2 separate regions of the Mus musculus genome follow, and region 2 is linked to region 1. Evidence: chromatin contacts called from public targeted proximity ligation data. All regions are on one chromosome and are shown on one strand. The core of a region is the stretch at or near the end of the contact, and the rest is flanking DNA. Distances in the headings are between cores, read along the strand shown. Region 1 holds the start of Naa40 (N(alpha)-acetyltransferase 40, NatD catalytic subunit). Region 2 overlaps Spindoc (spindlin interactor and repressor of chromatin binding).

Evidence for each region.
Region 2: a contact with region 1 is called in a targeted proximity ligation map of embryonic stem cells, with 8 read pairs. A contact is called at or near these places in 5 of 39 promoter capture datasets (Sertoli cells, cranial neural crest, embryonic stem cells and 2 more), 13 of 484 Hi-C or Micro-C datasets (the C3H10T1/2 cell line, the G1E-ER4 cell line, the Patski cell line and 9 more), 17 of 130 datasets of targeted methods (the 230-238 cell line, the HPC-7 cell line, the NIH/3T3 cell line and 13 more) and 4 of 9 other capture datasets (adipose tissue, liver, macrophages and 1 more).

The regions. Positions count from the first base shown.
Region 1 is chr19:7,236,245-7,243,104 of GRCm38.p6, reverse strand. It overlaps Naa40 (N(alpha)-acetyltransferase 40, NatD catalytic subunit), which reads left to right and starts at 1,883. Exons shown (of 8, transcript NM_027643.1): 1 at 1,883-2,167. The coding sequence starts at 2,162.
Region 2 is chr19:7,366,805-7,374,256 of GRCm38.p6, reverse strand. Spindoc (spindlin interactor and repressor of chromatin binding) reads left to right here. Exons shown (of 6, transcript NM_001033139.3): 4 at 110-235; 5 at 403-600. Among named protein-coding and RNA genes, the nearest start is that of 1700105P06Rik, 12 kb to the left of the region's middle.

The DNA of each region.
Region 1 (6,860 bases), core at 634-3,133:
CTTCCAAAGGTCATGAGTTCAATTCCCAGCAACCACCTGCCTGTGGCATCTCACTCTTTGCCTGACTCCTCTTCCTGTAACCTTACCTCTACTATATATCTCCTTGTCGAATCAGCAGCCCAGTGGGCCTCAGAACACCTAAACCAGCTGGTGGCCCCTCCACTCAGTTTCCAGCAGTGGTCTAAATCCCCAAGTCTCTGCAAGTCTATGAGCTGCAAAAGAAACGCTTCTTACCTGCCTGAGTCCACTTCATATCCTGCTCCTGCAGGTCCCATTTGCCCTGGCCACACTGTACTTAATGCTAGGAGTGCCAACTAACAGCATTCCCACCTGCAGGGAAAGTCAGGGACTGTTTGACACCACCCCCCCTCCTGGAATGCCCTGCCCTGCTCCCAGGTAGCTTCATGACTTGCTCTCTGACTCCCTAAAGATCTTGGCTCAACTACCACCACCTCGTGTTATCTTCCCCAAGCATCCTAGATACAATTATAAATCCTTTCCTGACAGGCTTTCTTTTCCTTCATGGTACCCAGGGCACATACTATTCTTTTATTATTTATTTAACTGGCTTATTATCTCCTTTCTAGAAAATACCAGCAGATCTTTTTCCTGTTTGATACTATTTCTTTCCTTCTCTCTCTCTCTCTTTTCTTTTTTAAATTTTTTGAGATTTTATTTATTTAGGTCTTTCAAGCTAGGATTTCTCTGCGTAGCCCTGGCTGTCCTGGAACTTGGTCTATAGACCAAGCTGGCCTCAAACTAATGAGATCCACTTGCCTCTGCCTCCCAAATGCTGGGATCGCCTGACTGTGTCTGTGTGACTGTGTTAGATCCCTTGTACCTGGAGTTATATATAGTTCTAAGCTGCCATGAGTCCTAGGAACCTGGTTCTTTTAGATGGGTAGCCATTGCTCTTAACCTCTGAGCTGTCTCTCAAGCCCCATGGTCCTCCAACCTCTGCTTCCATAGTACTTGGATCACAGGTAGGAGCCACCACACTCAGCTTGGTATTGTTTTCTTTGCTGCCTGAAACAGTGCCTACCACTGCAGTAGGCACTCGCTGCACGTTGCCAGGGCTACAACTTCTCTGAGCAATAAACGTAGGATAATGATTAAAATCTGAAAATTTTAAATTTAAGACTGGAGCCAGGGCGTTCTAATTTTGTGTGTGTGTGTGCCCGCGCTAATAGAGACTCTGGAGTAGGGGTTGTAGCTCAATGACAGAACTCTATCATGTGTGAAACCATGAATTTGACCCTCAGTACAGGGCTGGCAGGGTCAAGGAGGCCAACCTAAGCCAAACCAAGCAAAACAAAAACAACAACAACAACAAAAACCAACCAACCAAACAAAAAAAAACCAAGAAAGCTAAGATTTTGATTCCCGCCTCCACCCCAGATTTCAGGGTTAGTCCCAAGGGTTTGCAAACTGCTCTATCTCCCTAGGTGATTCCCATGCAGGTCATGTGGAGGTCACACTACCCAGATGTCTGCTCAAACTGAAAAAAATAGGACCCAGAACACCTGAGGTCTTTAGTTACACAGGAGTTACAAGCTCCTTTAGGACACAAACTTCTGTATCCTCTGGGTTCAGCACAATGTATGTGCATGTTAATGCCGTGTGAACGAATGTTGAGAAGGATGAATGGGTATAACAGGACTTGTTAGAAAAGGCATGCCAAGGGTCAGCTTCTAGAAGTCAGAATGCTTCCAGACTTTTGGCTGTGCCTGCGCGCCTCAGCGAAGGCAGCCCGCACCACCGCCCACCAAGTGGCTCCGAGGCTAGCTTGCTCCAGGCCGGCGCGCGCCCTTCCGCTCCGCGTGGTCGTTGCCATAGTTACAGACGCGGACCGTCGAGGGGGCGGGGCCGGCGCGTGCGCGTCATTCCTAGCGCGACGCTCTGCCGCGCCTCCCGCCTTTCTGTTCTCAGGCCTTCCGCGCGCACGGCAACCGTTCCACCTGCGCGCCTTCGCGCTCGCCGCCCACTCTGGTCCGGTTCTGCGCCGGCGCGGGGCCCTCTAGGACGCGCGGGGGATTTGTGAGACGCATGCGTAGTGCGCGGCCGGCCGCTTCGCTGTCGCTCGGGTTCCGCCGTTGCCACCTCCCTACGGGCAAGTGCGAGAGGGGAGCCGAGGGCCGCCGCCGTCGCCGCCGCCGCCACCATGGGGGTAAGTGAGGCTGGAGAAGTAATGGGAAGTCCACAGCTGCCGTTCACCCTCTGCGTCCTCATTGTTTCGTGAACCCCCTCACGTGACCCTGACCCCTTACAGTCTCACGTGACCCCCGGCCCCCACTTGACAAGAGTTCCCCACGCCTCGTTGTAAAGGTCCCGGCGTTGAGCCTAGCCCAGAAATTCTCTGGGAGCCCTCTTCTCCCCCCCGCCCCCCACTCCGTTCTCTTCGTGCCCCTTCCTGCCTCTCTGACCCCCTAGAAGGCCTCCCCACTCCCGAGCCCCTGCTGCGTCCCTGATATTAGCCCCTTGCTCCTTGAAGACACCCATCATCTGGCTGTCACGGTCCTAGCGGTTTCCTGCTACCCGAACTTGTAGGGAACTGAGGCAGGGAGGCAAGAAGGCGTATGGCCAAGGTCACATTGATATGGCTTGGGCGCTGGACCCCATCCGGTGACTCCGGAGTCTCGATGGAATCTGCTTCCCACTGCTCAAGTCTCTGCCCAGCCAGTTCCCCTACACTTTTGAACCGTCTGCTACCAGCTTCTTCCTGCTTCAGATGAAACGTAGTCTTCCTTACCACACAGGCATGCCCGTTCAGCTTCTGGCTGCAGTAAAATGGATCTTAGAAGTTGGATTGTTCTTAGTCTTGTTACTGCAGGTGGCTTGCAATGGAAGAGGGGGTGGAGGTGTACAGATGAGTAGGGGGGATGGGCTGGTTATAGTCCCAGCCTGGATGTATAGTAACCACCTGTTATGGTCTGACAGCAAGAAGATGCATTTCCATGGCCTTTCCTGGGATATGCAGATCTAGGGTTGGGCAAAAGCACCCTCCTAAAAATGTAACTCTCTGATCATAGGGTTCGTGTGGAATTTGCAACACTTTTAGCGAGTCCTGACTTTGAAACTAGATGTGCCTCAGTGGCAGCCCCATCTTTAACGGCTAGTGGCATGACCCTGCAGGTGATGAGGCCTGGCTTGGTTTTATTCCTATTTGTGCGATGCACGTGACCTCCTCTTAGGATAGTGATGAAGATTAAATGAGAAAATGGATGTAAATAGCCCACTAGGTGCCTTTAAGCAGTAGCTGCTATTTTGCTTATATTCTCAGCCTCACTTCAGTGATCTAAAATAGATTGGTGCTATTTTTATTCCTTTGGGTTTGTCCCTACTGTCACTAACCTAGATTTTTTTTTTTCCCTCTCTCACAAACAAATCAGCTTATTAGACAAAAGTAGTCTAGCTTGTGACAAAACACTTATTTTGGGATCAATGTCAAAACAAAACTTGAGGGGCCTGGGGTTACATAGCTCCGTAGTAGAGTGTATGCTTAACATATGTGAGGCCCTGAGTTCAGTCTTCACAAAAACCTCAAAACCTTCCAAAGCATTTGTCATAGTTCAGACAGTAATTTTTATTCAATATGAAGAAAATCAAGGCTGAGAGACTTTGGCATATTTAACTTCAATTTTAGTGAGCAGTTGCAGGCCCCTGCTGTTGTTGAAGCTAAATGAAATCAAGTTTCTAGTATTACTCATTAACTCTTTGCCCAGAATCAGCCACTGCAGACAAAGCCCTAAGAGGGTGACATGCCTCAGGTTCTGTACTTATTCATTGGTGGCACTGAAGTCATGGGGCCCAGATACACTGGGCTTCCTTTGAGTCCCCATCTATTGCTCATACTGTGGAGATGTTTCTCACAACTCCCATCAGAGTGTCTCCTGGCCTAAAACTCAAAGCAGCAGAGACTTGAATTACCTTCATTGGATCAGATCTGGAATACTCCCATTACTCTCATCAGTCCCCACCCCAGCCTCCATGCCCCACCTGCATAACTTGAAGCAGTTGTTCCTAGTAGTTGCCACCCATTCCCCTAGGAAGTACCCTGCTTCTAAACCCCAGGCTGAGTGATAGTGGGAGCAAGTGGAACAACACCTCTCCCGGGTTCTACTACTGTTGGGTTTGAGTTAGAGGATATATCTCTCCCCTTGCCAGAACCAGTTGGGTGGAAGCATTGACACGGAGGCCTAAGTGATGTCAAATCTCTTCTGGAAGCAGCCACTGGTGGAGTTTGTTTGTGGGTTGTCTTTTTATTTCTCTTTGTGACTCCTAGACTAGTAAGGGGTTCAAGCCTGAATTTGAATCTGAGCCTCCTGTTTGTGCACACACTGGTAAGTAAAGTAAACCTACTCCTGCCTGGTGGAGCTGAGTCCAGCTGAGGCTGGGAAGACCTGTCAGAACTCTAGGACTTGAATTAGTAGTTGGTTCTCACAGCTGAGCTGTCTACAACACATTCTTTTTAGAAAAGCAGAGGCAGAGGGCTAGGGATATAGCTGTTCTATAGAGTGCCTGCCTGGCATGCCTGAGGTCCTGGGTTTGATTCCTAGCACCTCGTAGACTGGGTAAAGTAATTCAAGCCTGTAATCCTAGCACTCAGGAAGAAGAGGCAGGAGGAACAGAAGTTCAAGGTCATCCTTAGCCATATAACAAGTTAGGAGCCAACCTGAGCTATAGGAGATCCTGTGCCCCCCACCCCCAAAAAAGAATGCACGGGCAGAGTGTCTGACACTAGTGGGTTCCTGTAAACAGAGACCATCTCTAAAGCTGGAAATGAAGCTCAGTGTAACATAGTAGCTATGAATATGCTTTGGTCCTAGCACATGTACAGCTAAAAAGAGTTTAAATCCAATGCATAATACCATTTTATCTGTACAACAGCCCTTTGATTATTGCTGTAGGAATTATTAGGTCCATTCTATGGTTGAGGAAACTGAGGTTCTGACAAACTGAACAACTTGCCAAAGGGGCTTTAAGTAACATGCCTAAAGCCATAGCTATTAAGTGAAAGAGCTGAGAATCAAATCCAGGTCTCTTGACTCAAAAGCCCACACTCTTTTTATTATATAAAGCTCCCTTGGGAACGACACTTAACCACAATGAGCTTTACTGTTCACTGTGCTTATTTCCCATTTTAATTAGACAAGTTTTCCTGCGTCCCTGCAGGACAGCCTTACCTCCACAAGGCTTCAGCGAAGCTAATTGGAACAGTGGGAGACCACTCTAACTGGTGTTTGCTGGAGTTGCAGGAGGGCCCCTGCCTGTGTGGCCCAGCCTGCCTCTACCCCTCACTCTGTGCTGGCTGCCAAGTGCTTAAGGGGTGTTGTCCATTATCTCAATCTCCTTGGTAGTGGCCTTGAGGGTTGCCTGGTTTGCCACTCAGTCTGCATAAGTCTCAGAAACCATGTTCCTGTGTTGAGAAATTAAATGTTGTGGAAGAACCCAGGTTTTGTGCTTTTGGGGTCCTGGGAGTCACACTTGGTTTCCAGCACCTTTAATCTTGTCCCACAATGTGTTTTGTGGCAGTCCAACAGTCCTACACTCTGTTGGCTTGGTAGGGTGGAGAAGGGAACTTACATCTCCTTTGAATGTGAAGATATGTTAGCATCCCAGTTTCCCTGGAGATGTTCAAATGGTCATTTAGGGGTGGCAGGTGGGCATGGCCTTATCTGGTTGATGGAATACTCATGTTCCTGATGCTCCATGGTGCAGCTCTGGAGACTTCAGCTACTGTTTCTCTTTTCCCTGCCTCCACCTTAGCATGGAGGTGGTGTAAGAGGTGGCACTGTTGGGAATTGGTTCCCAGGTAAATGGGCATCAAGAAATTAGTTGCTCCGGGCGGTAGTGGCGCACGCCTCTAATCCCAGCTCTTGGGAGGCAGAGGCAGGCGGATTTCTGAGTTGGAGGCCAGCCTGGTCTACAAAGTGAGTTCCAGGACAGCCAGGGCTACACAGAGAAATCCTGTCCCGAAAAACCAAAAAAAAAGAAAGAAAAAAAAGAAATTAGTTGCTAAGTGGTTGCCTGAGAGTGCTCGAAGCCCCTAGCTTTATCTCTGCAGGATATGAGGTCTTTGGTGACTGAGCTGAAGTCTAGACAAAGGCTGCATCTGTGGCCTGGCCCCTCATGTCTCCATTTGGCCACTCACTCCCTGGGGAACCATGCATGAGTCATGCTCCCTTGGGCCTCAGTTTCTTAATGTATAAAGGTAAGTGATGGCTTCTACCCTGAGCCTTGACCCATGTATTCCTGTGAAAGTACTTTGTTAATGGATTTCAGCGTGGTGTTGAAGCCTATATTCCAGAGGGAAAATAAATCCCGGAAAACCAGTTGGAGGGGCTACTTCTGTTCCCATTTGCACCTCCGTGAAAACAGCCTCAGGCTGGGGGTATAGTTGAATGTTAGACCACTGGCCTGTCATGCACAAGACCCTGAGTTCCATCCCCAGCACCACAAAGACCAACAAAAACCTGTATGTGAGCCAGGCAGATTTCTGAGTTCGAGGCCAGCCTGGTCTACAGAGTGAGTTCCAGGATAACCAGGGTTACACAGAGAAACCTTACCCCGAAAAAACAAAAAACAAAACCAAAAAAAAAAAAAAACCTGTACGTGCATTTCTCAGGAGAGGTGAGAAATGAGAGCTAGCCTGGCTCCTAGCACAGTGGTGGGAAGTATCTGGTGCTGGCATTTTGCCTGTCAGAGAGTCTAATTCTTTTACCTTCTGATGCTGAAATACAAGTTTGGCAGTGCTGTTCCTTTGAACATCCAGGCTGAAGTTACGCTTTGGAGCTAGCCCGTCTGTTTAAAAGCTGGTTTTTAATTCATGTGAATGTTGATTGTTCAGTGCCCTGTCCTGG
Region 2 (7,452 bases), core at 3,382-5,881, 130 kb before region 1:
GTGCTAAGGGGCTGGGGTGGGCAGGTGTTATCAGGAACCTGAGGTTAAAGAGTAAACCTCGGGTAAAGAGTGAGTGGCCTGAAAGTACTAAAGTTGTTTTCTTTTGCAGTTACCCCTGTCATAGAGCAAGGGAATAAAAAGCCCCGTGGTCAGAGATGGAAAGAGTCCCCTGAGAATGAACCTGCTAGAAAGAAGAGAAGCAGGCATATGACCAAAATCTTGGACCCTGACCCAGGTGAGGGGACTTAGGGCTGCTGAGCCTGGCTGTAACACTGGAGCATGAAGTCCATGAGGAAGTGGACACCAGAGAACTTCTGCATGAGCTCGGCTGAAGCTTAGGGCTTGAGCCTTTGGGATCTGTCCTCTTCTACTCATACACACTTCTGTGTGGCCTTCTTCCAGACCCCCCGTCTCCTGAGTCACCCACAGAGACATTCGCAGCACCAGCTGAAGTCCGACACTTCACTGATGGCAGCTTCCCTCCTGGCTTCGTCCTCCAGCTCTTCTCCCACACTCAGCTCAGGACCACTGACTGTAAGGACTCTTCTAAGGACAGCAGAGCAGCAGAGGGCCTGCCCCAGCCACAAAACCCCTCTTCAGGTGAGCCCTGCTAGGAGGGGCCGGTGAGGAAAGCTGAGTCCCTGGATCACAGCCAGAGCCCAGATAGAGGTGCTGGGTGTTTAGGCCTTCAAGAGAAGGCCAAGGACAGGGGTTTGAATGCTGAGGAAGCTGGCCTCTAAGTGGGGCATCTCTGGCAGTGGTCATTAAGTTTTGCTAGGCCTTCCAACGCTTGGTGCTCAGCTCAGACCATGAGGCTGGAGCTCTGGAAGAGCTTCCGTCACTCTGGTGACAGAGGGGCCCAAGATTAAACAGGTGTGGGGACCATGGGCAAGTGATGAACATCAAAAGGATTCTCAATAATACAAGTGAACTTCCATTGACAGCTGCTGTTTGTGGTTATAACCTAGCCTACTGACTGAGAAACTCTTGAATATAATTCATTTGATCCTTATTAAATACCTTATAAACAAAGCATAACGTGGTTTCTAACACTTGAAAGTCTGAGACAGGTTTGCCACAGGTTGGAAGTAGCCTAGGTTACAGAGTGAGAACCAATCTTTACAAATCAGAACCCAAAAAAGCTCCTTCCGTAAGCTGTACATGGGGAGCGGGGAGATATCGGCTCATCAGGTGAAGATATGTGCTGCCAAACTGACGACTTGGCTTCAGTCCCCAAAATGAGAAGGAGAGAAGCAGGCTACTGAAAGTACCCTCTGACCTCCACGTGTCCATGGCTCACATATTTCCCCTCCCCAATTAAACTAAACCAAACAAACACATTTTTATTGTTTTTAATTTTTTTTGGTGTTTTGAGACAGGATCTCACTATGTAGCTTTAACTGTCCTGAAACTCATGATGTAGACAGAGCTGGCTTCAGTCCACTTGAGACCTCCCTGCCTCTGCCTAGGTGCTAGGATTAAAGGCATTCGCTACCCTGTCCAGCTCTGTTTGTTTTTGTTTTTGTTTTTTTGAGACAGGGTTTCTCTGTATCACCTTGGCTGTCCTGGAACTCACTCTGTAGTTCCAGAACAACTCAGAAACTCGCCTGCCTCTGCCTCCCAAGTGCTGGGATTAAAGGTGTGTGCCACCACGCCCGGCTCCTGTCCAGCTCTTTAATTTAGTTTTATTTTATAAGCTTTTTAAAAGATTTATAACCGGGTGGTAGTGGTGCATGCCTTTATTCCCAGTGTGCATACTGACAATCAAACTCCTGTGTACTTTTAAACACTGAGGCATGTCCACAGCTCCAGGGTGTTTCTGCTAACTTACAGTCCTGTACCATTATGGGGAAATGAAGACTGCAGTGCCCTCGGGGAGGCTAAGGCTGGATCCTCCCCTTGTAATGTTGAATTCAGATTACAGCATCTCAGGATAAGCAACTTGTGAATGAAGGATTGGTTGTTGCCGGGGAGTGCTTAGACCCTTGTCCCATAAAGTTAGAAATGCTTCATTAATATGCTTTTGGTGCTGGGATAAGTAAACCAGCTAATAGGCAACCATAGACCTGGCATGGGGCTTGCAAAGAAGAGGTAAGCTTTCAGTATGGAGGCAAGCAAGCATGTGATTTCCCTTGTCCGTAGTGCCCACTTTTACTCGTTTGGTCATATCCTTTTTCTTCATCAGAAGTCTGTAGAGGAGTGCACTATGTGCCTCTGTTTACCTAAATGGTCTTCACTCTTAAGACAGGCCTCACTCATGTACTTCCTTCAGTCAGTTACATTCCAGTGTTACTTCCTGGGCAGCCATATCCTCCTTGGACTTGCATGCTTCTGGGCCTCCTTGATCAACCTGGGGCCTTCCGCCTTCACAGATGAAGGACTCCTTCATCATGAGTCTTGGGGTATCCTGTGCCCAAACTACCTATCTGGGATGGTGAGTTGAAGCAAACTGGGTCAGGGCATCACAGGTGGTGGCAGAGGGAGAGAATGGGACTGAGGAGGTAGCAGTGTGTCCTGGTACTGTCATGGTATATGGAACCTTGTCAGAGCAAAGCCTCTGCTGGTTTCTTGTTTGGGGACCCAGAGGTTTGACAGCTCCAGGGTATTCAGCTTTCATAGAAGTAAAGTTCTACCCCAAAGAAAAGATGAGTAAAAATCATAGACACAGAAACAAGACAAGCTCACTGGCGTCAGCTTTGCTGAACTAATGGATATGCATATGAAGCTGCCTGGGAAAACTTTCTGGAACTTTCCAAGAACCTTGTTTGCAACATGTGGATAAAGGAATTTACAAAGCAGTAGAGAAAGTAAACTGATGTGTCCACAAGTCCTTCCAGGGGAGAGGGGTGGTAAAGGCTTTTTATTACTCTGTTGACCCAGTTTGCTTAGAACACATGATTCGTGATTTTCTTTGCTCAGCTCCCCAAGTGCTTACAGTACAATTGTAAGCCACTGTGTGATACCTGGCTTTTGCTTTTTTTTTTGAAACAGGGTCTTCTATAGCCCAGGCTGGCTTTAAACTATGTAACCAAGGCTGGCATTGAATTCTTGTTCCTCCTGTGTCCACTTTTCAAGTGCTAACTCGGGAAGCTGGTCACCACAGCCACAGGCAAGGTATCTCCAAGCTGAACTGAGCAGGAAGGCAGTGAGAGGAAGTGCGGTGCTGCACCTGCAAACGTGAGCCTCAGAAGGTTCTTTGGTTTGGCTCACTTTTATGTCCTCAGCACCTAGAATAGTATGGTGGGTGGGTTTTCTGTTTCTTTGTTTGTTTTAAGATTTATTTATTTTATATATGGGAATACACTGTTACTCTCTTCAGACACACCAGAAGAGAGGGCATCGGATCCCATTGCAGATGGTTGTGAGCCACCATGTGGTTGCTGGGAATTGAACTCAGGACCTCTGGAAGAACAGTCAGTGCTCTTAACCAGTGAGCCATCTCTCCAGTCCCCAGTATGTTGTTTTTAACAAATTGTTTGATTTTACCAATTCAGACTTGGGAGTGAAAGCCTGCTAGATGAGATCAGAGAGAGAGAGAGAGAGAGAGAGAGAATATACATCCCAAAAGGAAAGCTCTCCATCTCCACACTGTTGCAACCCCTCCCCCAAGTGAGTGTCCCTCCCTTCTCCTTCCTGTGTGCCTGGGTCCATCCTCCTGACTTCTTATTCTGTGGTAGTTTCCTAGCTTCGCTCCCTGTCACATCACTTGGTTGCTTGCTTCACCTCTTGACCTATGGTTAACTTTATTTAATCTTGTTTACAATAAACAGAAAGCTTTTGGATTATAGGTTTGTGCTAAGGCTAAGCCACACCACAATTAGACAGTTGTTTTGTTTTGTTTTGTTTTGTTTTCTGTAAATAGTCTCAGGGTTCAGAGCATAATTCTGAAACATTTCCCCCTTTTTTGTCTAATAAAAAGGAAAGAATTTAACTTTATCACAGTAACACTATTTATAGTACTGAAGCTAGTTCTGCCAGGCATTTCACAAAGTTCAGTTTGATTATATTTGGGAGTCTTTTTTATTTTATTTTATTTTTTTTTTTTTTTTGGTTTTTTCGAAACAGAGTTTCTCTGTATAGCTCTGGCTGTCCTGGAACTCACTCTGTAGACCAGGCTGGCCTGGAACTCAGAAATCGGCCTGCCTCTGCCTCCCGAGTGCTGGGATTAAAGGCGTGCGCCACCACGCCCAGCTATTTTTGGGAGTCTTAAGATTAAGTATTTTGTATTAAAAAATTATGTAAAACTTCATGTCAGTGTCCTATGAACTCAGTAGTTTGAATGTCTTGCGCATCACAATCTATTAAGTACACAAACTTTGTTTCTAGTTAACCTGTTTCAGACTCCAACCTGCAAGCACACAAAGGAAGCTAGATCAAATTTGTAGCGGCCTGCAACCACTTGAACTGGGTTCCCCTGAAAGGCAGGCTGGGGCTGAAAGAGATCAGACAGTGAGAAAAGAATGAGGCCAAGACAAACCTTTCTGTTCAAAGCCTTCGAAGTTTACTGAATCTGTATTTATAAAGAGGGTAGGCCCATCCCCCACCAGCCCATTCTTGGTGCCTGGAGCCAGCCCATAGGCGATCTACAGGGTGTGTCTCTGGAACATCTCACGGACCTTTCTGCAGGAAGCAGAGTCTTGGAGAAGAGCAAATAGAGCCATCCAGGTCAGAAGGCGTAGACCCTAGGTAATCTCCTCCTTAGTGGCAGCAAGGTCAAAGTCTGGATCAGCCTGCTTCAAGGCTGAGGGAGGCTACAAAACTTATTTCCAGAATTAGTGTTCTGTATAACTACTACATAATAATCTTACAGGTTTTGAGATAATATTTATACCTTCAGAAAAGCTTGCTTTTTTGTTTTCCGAGACAGGGTTTCTCTGTGTAGCCCTGGCTATCCTGGAACTCACTCTGTAGACCAGGCTGGCCTGGAACTCAGAAATCCGCCTGCCTCTGCCTCCCAAGTGCTGGGATTAAAGGTGTGTGCCACCACTGCCTGGCCAGAAAAGTTAAAAGTCAAACAAAGGTTATGAGATTAGTGGCCTTTATTTTTTTGTTTTCCTCTGTCTCGTATCAGGTGGTTCTTCTGATATGGGACAGAGATTTTAGATTTTCCTTTAACAAGCATTCCTGGGTTTAAAGGAGAGAGCCGTGCTTCAAATCCACAGCCAGCTTTAAGTTTTTTGTTTTGTTTTCGAGACAGGGTTTCTCTATGTAACCCTGGCTGTCCTGGAGCTCACTCTGTAGACCAGGCTGGCCTGGAACTCAGAAATCCACCTGCCTCTGCCTCCTGAGTGCTGGGATTAAAGGTGTGCACCACCACGCCCAGCTCTCAAGCTGCCTTTTACAAGTGGATTTTTAATTTAAATCATTGTGATCCTTATGTGCCTGCCTTCCAAGTGTTGGGATTAAAGGTGTGTGCCTCCTGAGTGCTGCAATTAAAGATTTGAGTCACTGGGCTTGAGAGATGGCTCAGTGGTTAAGAGCACTGACTGATCTTCTAGAAGTCCTGAGTTCAATTCCCAGCAACCACATGGTGGCTCACACCCATCCATAATGGGATCTGATGCCTTCTTCTGGTGTGTCTGAAGACAGGAACAGTGTACTTACATGCATAAAATAACTAAATAAATCTTAAAAAAGAAGAAAAGATGATGAGTCACTGCCTGGCTGTGGGTTCCTTGCAGTAGTCTCTGGTGTAATTTGGTTCTCCATTTTTTAGTGTTAAGGGTTTTCAAGTTTTTCGAATGCTTAATCTATTGTTCTTACTGACTTATTCTGAATTTGTTCACTATTTCATTGTTTTCAGAGGTTTTATTGGTCTTGCCTACATGAGCTAAATAAAATTTGATGTCTTTGCTAAGTTTTGCTAGGCTTTTGCCAGTTCTGGTCATGCCTCCCATGACCAGATGTCTTTGCCATTTATCTTCCAGTTAGTGGTTTTCCATTTTGATGACCATATAGCTAGAGCATCGCACACACACCATGAATCGAGTAGATATTTTCCTCTTGCTTTCCTAGTTGTTTGTCTCACAGCCAGTAACGCTGCACTGATTTTGTGGCTCCTTTCTCCGTGTTGGCCGGTCCATCCCCTCGTCTATAAGCTGTCTCTTGCCATTGGTCTTCGTTCCATCGGTGGTTGGTGATGATTGTGACCATTCTTTAGGTCCCCACAGTTTGGCAGATAACCTGTTTTGGAGGAGCAGTGAACAGTGTAGGAGTGGGGGTTATATATTTATTCTCCATATATGGAAAGCATTTGCCAATGGGCAAATATTGGTGGACTTTTTTTTTTTTCCTTTATGAAGAGCCCTGGTTGCTAAATCACTGATAAATATGATATCCATAATTAGGGTAGCATCAGCTTCAATATTGGTCAGGGTTGCCTGCGGGGAGATGAGCTTAGCAACAGTCACAGAAGCGCTCTTTAGTTCCTGCCCCCATTGGAAATTAGCTGCCTTTCTGGTAACCCTATAGAGGGGTTTTTATAATAATGTATAAATATGGTATATGATTTCTCTACTGTGCAAATTACCAATTAGGAGCTGAAGCTGAGCTTTGTCCCTGGGTGGCAGGATTAAAGGCGTGTGCTGTCATCCTCCTCACTATAACTCTTAGAATGTAGAAAATAACTAATTTCTTGAGATCCACCGCTCTGCTGGCTTTGTAGGCATGGGCTACCACAGCCTCACTGAAATATTTTATCCTAGCTCCAAATCACTTAGAGATTTAGAAAACAAATGTGGCCGGGCATGGTGGTGCACACCTTTAATTGAGGACAGCCAGGGCTACACAGAGAAACCCTGTCTCGAAAAAAACAAAAAAAAAAAAAAAAAAAAACAAATGTGAACTATAGTGAAACCCTTTGAATTTACCTAAAACATTTTAAAGCCCTTTACTGTGTTTTTAATACCAAACAATAAAAAGATCCTTTTTATTTAAAAAGAAAACTCAAGAGTTAATGTCCAAGATAATGTATCTACAGTCTTAACGTTCGAACATGAAATTAAAACACATGTTTTATATACTTTTTATATCACACCAGTAAAGCAAATATGCCTTTGGAAAATCATTCAAAAATGTTTTTTATTGTTAATTCCTGATCAAATGAAAGGCATTTGTTAGTCTTTGTAAGTTAGTCTGGACTCAGTGACCAAGCTGCCTATTGAAGTATGACCTCTCCTCGTTCAGGAGATCTCTCCTGATTGAACCTAGTCATTGTCAGTTTAATCATTATCAGTTTTGATGATCTCCACAGTTTTTTTTCTCCTGTGGAAACAGAGACAAAAACCTCTTCCCAATTTAATATATATTCTTGGTTCTATTCTGGGGTCAACATGTCTTTAAAATATACAACCCAGTTTGTTTCAGGTTTTTTCTACTCTCCAGTCTCTATCTGTAGCTGTTGTGTTTTGCTTATCAACAATTTGGACAATCTGTGACTATTCTTGATAATAC